Linked DNA regions of Bos taurus: region 1 is linked to region 2. The links are chromatin contacts, called in public Hi-C maps. All regions are on one chromosome and are shown on one strand. Each heading gives the region's core, a stretch centred on a gene start, on an enhancer-like site or on the middle of the called end of the contact. The rest is flanking DNA. Distances are from core to core; before and after follow the strand shown. Region 1 overlaps PDE6B (phosphodiesterase 6B). Region 2 has its middle 43 kb from the start of CPLX1.

The links. Hi-C and Micro-C count contacts between places; a contact is called where the count stands out from the background.
Region 1: a contact with region 2 is called in a Hi-C map of germinal vesicle oocytes, with 9 times the contacts expected there. The contact joins two enhancer-like sites. A contact is called at or near these places in 2 of 11 Hi-C or Micro-C datasets (germinal vesicle oocytes and liver).

Annotation. Positions count from the first base shown.
Region 1 is chr6:117,668,406-117,671,153 of ARS-UCD2.0, reverse strand. All of the region lies in intron 3 of PDE6B (phosphodiesterase 6B), which reads left to right. Among named protein-coding and RNA genes, the nearest start is that of PDE6B, 16 kb to the left of the region's middle. Within about 2 kb of position 1,408, at least 1 of the 102 cell types and tissues checked has an H3K27ac peak or open chromatin away from gene starts, as enhancers often do. A contact at or near this core is called in germinal vesicle oocytes, where this site is marked.
Region 2 is chr6:117,531,717-117,534,416 of ARS-UCD2.0, reverse strand. No RefSeq gene overlaps it. Among named protein-coding and RNA genes, the nearest start is that of CPLX1, 43 kb to the right of the region's middle. Within about 2 kb of position 1,401, at least 93 of the 102 cell types and tissues checked have an H3K27ac peak or open chromatin away from gene starts, as enhancers often do. A contact at or near this core is called in germinal vesicle oocytes, where this site is marked.

The DNA of each region.
Region 1 (2,748 bases), core at 159-2,658, 140 kb before region 2:
CTTTCCCCATTGAATGGTCTTGGATTTTTTTGTCAAAATAATATATGCCAGGGTTTATTTTTGGACTCTGTAAGCTTTCCATTGGTCTATATGGCTGTCTTTATGCCAGTATCATGTTTTGATTAACGTAGGTTTGTACTATGTTTTCAAATCAGGTAATATGAGTCCTCCAGCTTTAGTTGTTCTCAAGATTGTTTTAACTATTCACGATCCCTTGAGCTGCTATATAACTCCAGAATGTGTTTTTATACTTCTGCAAAAGCACCATTGAGATTTTGATAGGGATTAATTGAACTTGTAGGTTACTTTGGGTAGTACTGACATGGTAACAACATTGGGTCTTCTATTTCATGAGCAAAGAATGTCTTTCTAACTATTTGTGTCTTCTCTAATTTATTTCAGCAATATTTTAGTTTTCATTGTTATAATAATTCTAGTTCTGAGGTCCTTTCATTTTACCTGGAGGGCATTTCTTGCTGCGAAATTGTAGTGGTCATTTATTCCCTCAACTTTTGTTTTTCTGGAGATGTCTTAATTCCTCCCTCACTCTTAAAGGGCAGTTTTCCCAGATACAAGATTCTTAATTGACAGGTTTTTGGTTTTTTTAATTTTAGCACTTTGAATACACCAGACTGGGCTTCCCTGGTGGCCCAGTTGGTAAAGAATCCTCCTGCAACATGGGAGAGCTGGGTTTGATGCCTGGATTGGGAAGACTAGCTCAATCAGTAAATAATCTGCCTGCAATGCAGGAGACCCAGGCTCGATTTCTGGGACGGGAAGATCCCCTGGAGAAGGAAATGGCAACCCACTCCAGTGGAGTGGAGTTGCCTGGAGAATCCCGTGGACAGAGGAGACTGGCAGGCTACAGTCCATGGGGTTGCAAGAGTCGGACATGACTTAGCAACTAAACCACCATACACCAGGTCACTGCCTTCTAGTCCCCAAAGTTTCAGCAGATTCTGTGCTGAAATGAGAGCAGATGAGAAATCTGCTGATACACTTAGTGAGGATCCCCTGTGTGTGATGATTCTCTTCTCTCATTGTTTTCAAGAGTCTCTCCATCTTTCAACAGCTTGATTATAGTCTGGGTGTCTTTGAATTCATCCTATCTGGTGTGTGTTGAACCTCCTGGATGGTAGTATTCAAGTATTTCATTAAATTCCAGCCCTTATTTCTTCCCATATGCTCACCGCATGCTCCTCTGCCCTTGGTGAGGCCTGGCCATCCCCCTGGGAGGGGTTCTGAGTGGCTTTCATCCTACCCTGGCTTTGAGGCTGCCTTTCTCTCAGCTTCCTCTCAACCAGGCCCCTTAACCTAACTGCTGTGAGGACATTTCCCCAGATTCTTATCTGCAGCTTCAAGCAGTGGCCTCAGGCCAAGATTCAAACCCACCCCACACAGCCCAGGTGTGGGTGTGGGAGGCAAGCCTGGGAGCATCTTCTGACTCTGCCCCACCACACATACCTTCCCCCAGCAGATCTCACCCAGGGGCTGTGTTCCTTCCAGGGAAGTTGGATCTCTGGAGAAGCCAAGTTTCTAATTTTCTGCCTGTCATGTTCTGAGCCCCTAGCCCTTGCTTTGGATACCCTCACTTTTCAGCTCCTCTTCCTGCATACTGTCTCAGGGTCCCTCTCCTTCTGCCTCTCTCATTAGCCACCCCAACTCAACTCAGTCAGAGCCACACTTTGAAAACTTAGGTCCTATCACTGGGGGGGCCCTCAGGGCCTCTCCTGCAGCCCCTGCCCACCTCTCCATACTCCACCATCCTGCCCCAGCCATGCTCCTCTCAAGGGCTTATGGACTTGCTGGTCCCTCTGCCAAGAACACTGCCCCACACATCCCATGGCTCCTTTGTAGACAGGTCGCCCCTGACCTGAGCACCTCCTCACTCTAGCCCTGCATCTCCCCACTCCGTCGACCTCCACCTGCTGGACCCCCTGCATTTGCTCATTTCCCCGTGACAAGCCATCTGGTTGCTTTGTTTGTTTATGTTCTAGCCTACACTCCCCGCATTAGAAAATGAATCTAAGAGTCAAGGATTTTTGTCTGTTCTATCATCCAGTTATACCAGTCCTAAGGCAGGCAATAAATATCATTCCAGCAAATGAATCCCTGACACTTAGGAAACACGACCATCCAGAGACCCGATGTTTCCAGCTCTTCAGACCACATTCATGTACAGATGTGAGAATTATAAAGGGGACTTCCAACAATGGGTGTTCATGTCTCAATTAAATACTTTGATTTCCACTCAGATGTCGCCTAACCCCAGTAGAAAGCCACCTCTGAGACCTTACACTCTGAACAGCATTTTAAAGAACTCTAATTACTTCACAGCTCTACCTCACAGCTCTCTTTGAAAAGAAAAGACTGAAATGAACAAAGCCTGGCTCCCACATTGCCTGCGATTCAGTCTGGTGCCCACTTCTTCCTCACGCTGTAGGGGAGCCCCAATTGCAAATTAAAGCGCTTCTCTGCACAGGGCCTGCCCCTCCCTCGCACAGATCTTAGCAATCCTCCAGGGTCCTAGGCCCCCTCCCTGGTCAAGAATCACTGTCGATCAGCCCTGGTCATTCTTCCCATGGACTCTGCCTCAGGGGCTCCCATCAACCCCTTTTTGAAGGTGTCTTGGCCACTTTAGTCAGAGGCAAGAGAAACAACAAAGAAACCATAGACTTGGCCCTGGGATGTGGGAATTTCAGATCTGCTGCGTGAGGCTGACTGGCCAGCTGTAGCTTCGGTTCCCAC
Region 2 (2,700 bases), core at 152-2,651:
AGTAGATTAAGGGTCAGTGCTTTGGGCTGGGCTCAAAGGCCAGTCAACAACCCATTAGGATTTGTCTTTCCAAGAAGCCATCTTAACACTGGGCTCTTTGAAGAGTGCCAGGGAGAAGGAATGGCAGGAGTGTGCCCAGATGTCCCCCAGCCCTGGGTCTCCTATGGCAGCAGGGCGGCAGCCAGGGGCTGCTGCCAAGGTCTCACCCTGTCCCATCCCGGCCTCCAGGCCTTTCCCCAGCCAGACCAGGCCCTTCTCTTTCCTGGCATAGACCTTTGCCCTCTCCACAGCATAAACCTCAATGCACTCACTCAAGCATGCAAGAAACAGTGTTTATTTTGCAGAAATCAAACTCAACTTCAACTCCCATGCCTCATCCTCTGGGGCTGAGAAAAGTCACTCTGGGCACCAGTGGGGCCTGGAGGCTGATGATCAGCCCCGAGCGGGGGCTCCAGAATCCCAGCAGGCTTCATCCTCCGGGACAAGTGATATGACGGCAAAGGTTCTAGGTGCCTGGGGCTCTGGTTCTTCCCCAAGCATCAGGAGACAGCGTGATGACCCACCAACTGGCCAGCACTGCCACTGGAGGCTCGGGCACCCCCAAGCCCCCTCCTCAGCTCCACCTCCAGCTCCCATGGTGCCGCAGGCTTTACCGACTCTCTTGCGACCCTTTGGACTGTAGCCAGACAAGTACAGATCTCCGCTTATCCAGCGTGGGACCACCAGGCCTTACACCCTCACCTGGGCGGAGGGCGGTCAATTTAGGGAGCAGGGCCGGTGCGCAGGAGGGATGAGCTCCCGGGGCGAGGGTGGAGATCTCTGCCGTCGGTCCCTGGACAAGCTGTGCGGGCCAGGCCGGGCGTGTCTCTCCAGCGCCGGAATTCCTGGGCCCTGAGTCAGCGCCCCGCCTGGACCCCGCTGCCCGCCCTTCAACAGGCGGTCCGTGGGACGCGGAAGTTCCGCTCTTCACTCCGGGTCAGCCTAGCCCAGAGAGCGATCCGGGGTGCCGAGCCCAAGTAGCGGGCCCGACCTGCCGCGGGCCGCCCTTCCGGCTTTCTCGTTTCGGGGGCTCGGATTAGCCAGGCTTGTGGCACGTGACCCTCTCGGAGCCAATCGCAGCGGCCTTACCCGGCACTCGCTGATTGGCTCAGGACAGCCAGGGGCGAGGAGGGGTGGGGCCGAAGAATGGGGCGGGAGGGGCGGGGAGGGGCGGGAGGGGCGGGGAGGGGCGGGAGGGGCGGGGAGGGGCGGGAGGGGCGGGAGGGGCGGGGAGGGGCGGGAGGGGCGGGGAGGGACGGGAGGGGCGGGGCCTATGGATGGGAGGGGAGGGGAGGGGAGGGGCAGAGGGGAAGGGCGGGGCCCAGGCGCCTGGACTCCGCACCAGTTCAAGCGGCTCTGGATCCTGCCTTGAGACCCTTCCACCCTCCGGACCGCGTAGATGTTGACCGACACTGGCGAGGCACTGAGGAAGCCCGAGCCCATCCCCAGTCCCGCTCCCGGCTCGGCCCCGCAGCGTGGCGTCTCGCATCCCTCCTCCAGCCCGGCCCACCCTGACTCTCACCCATCTCCCATCCCGACCACCGCCCCGAGTTCTGCCCAAACCTGCCCCCTCGGTTTGACCCCTCAACCCCGGCCCCTCGGCCAAGTGCGAGCCCGGCTCCAAGGACCCAGCCTTCACCCCAGAGGCTACTCCTCCCTTCAGACTTGACGGGAACCGCCTGAGGCAGGAGTGCAGCAGATTCCAAATTGAGTGGACAGGTGGCCCAGACCCAGGGTTCACTGAGTCCCGCTGGCTGCGACTGTGGACAGCAGGATTGTCTAGCTGCGGATTAGCACAACTAGACAAAATGGTCCTTAATTGCCAGATCTTTAAAAATGTGCCCTGACAGCCTTGATAGTTAAGTGGCTGGTGACTCAAACAGCTCTCCGATGCAGGGCGCCTGCGAGGAGAGACAGCAAATCCAAGCAGAGCGCTGCCCGGGGCTGGCTGCCTGCAGAGTGGACAGCTCTGGAGGGGCAGGTATCAAAGTGTGCTCTGCTTTGTCGAAACAGAGCTAAATGTCCTGAAAGGAAAGGGGCTCCAGAAGAGGCAGTATGGTCCTAAAGCAAGCCCAGGGGCAAGGCCACGGTCAGCCAGAGTCCCCATGGCCACTCGGAAATGTTCAGCCAGATCCTGACTCGGGGCCCTGGCACTGCTGTTTCTGCCTGGGTCCCATAGGGCTCCTCCTCTCTTCCTTGGGGTCTGTCTGCACACCTCACCTCCCTAGAGGTGAAATAACCACTCTCACCATCCTCTCTGCCCCTTATCCTACTCAATTTCCTCAGAAAGACCTCACCACCTACGTATTCATCGTTTATCTCCTGCCATTGGAACAATCAGTCCCAGGAGGAAAGACCTCCACTTTCCCCAGGCCCTAGGAGAGCTCTGCGCATCACAGGGGCTCAGCAACCTGGAGTGAGCAAGTGCCTCTCCCGGGAGTCCTCAGGGAGAGGACTAAGGGGTCTGCCCCACCAGACACTGGGGAAGGGCTGCCTGGGGTTCCCAGGGAAGGCAATTCAGGTGACCAGCACATCTGAGTCATTGCTTAGGACTGAGGTGAGTCCGGGCCGGGTTGGGGGTAGGGGGAGGAGGGTAGAGGTGGGGGAATGGAGGCCAGTGGTGGGGGCACTTTGGGGTGCCCCACTGAGACCAGCCGTGCT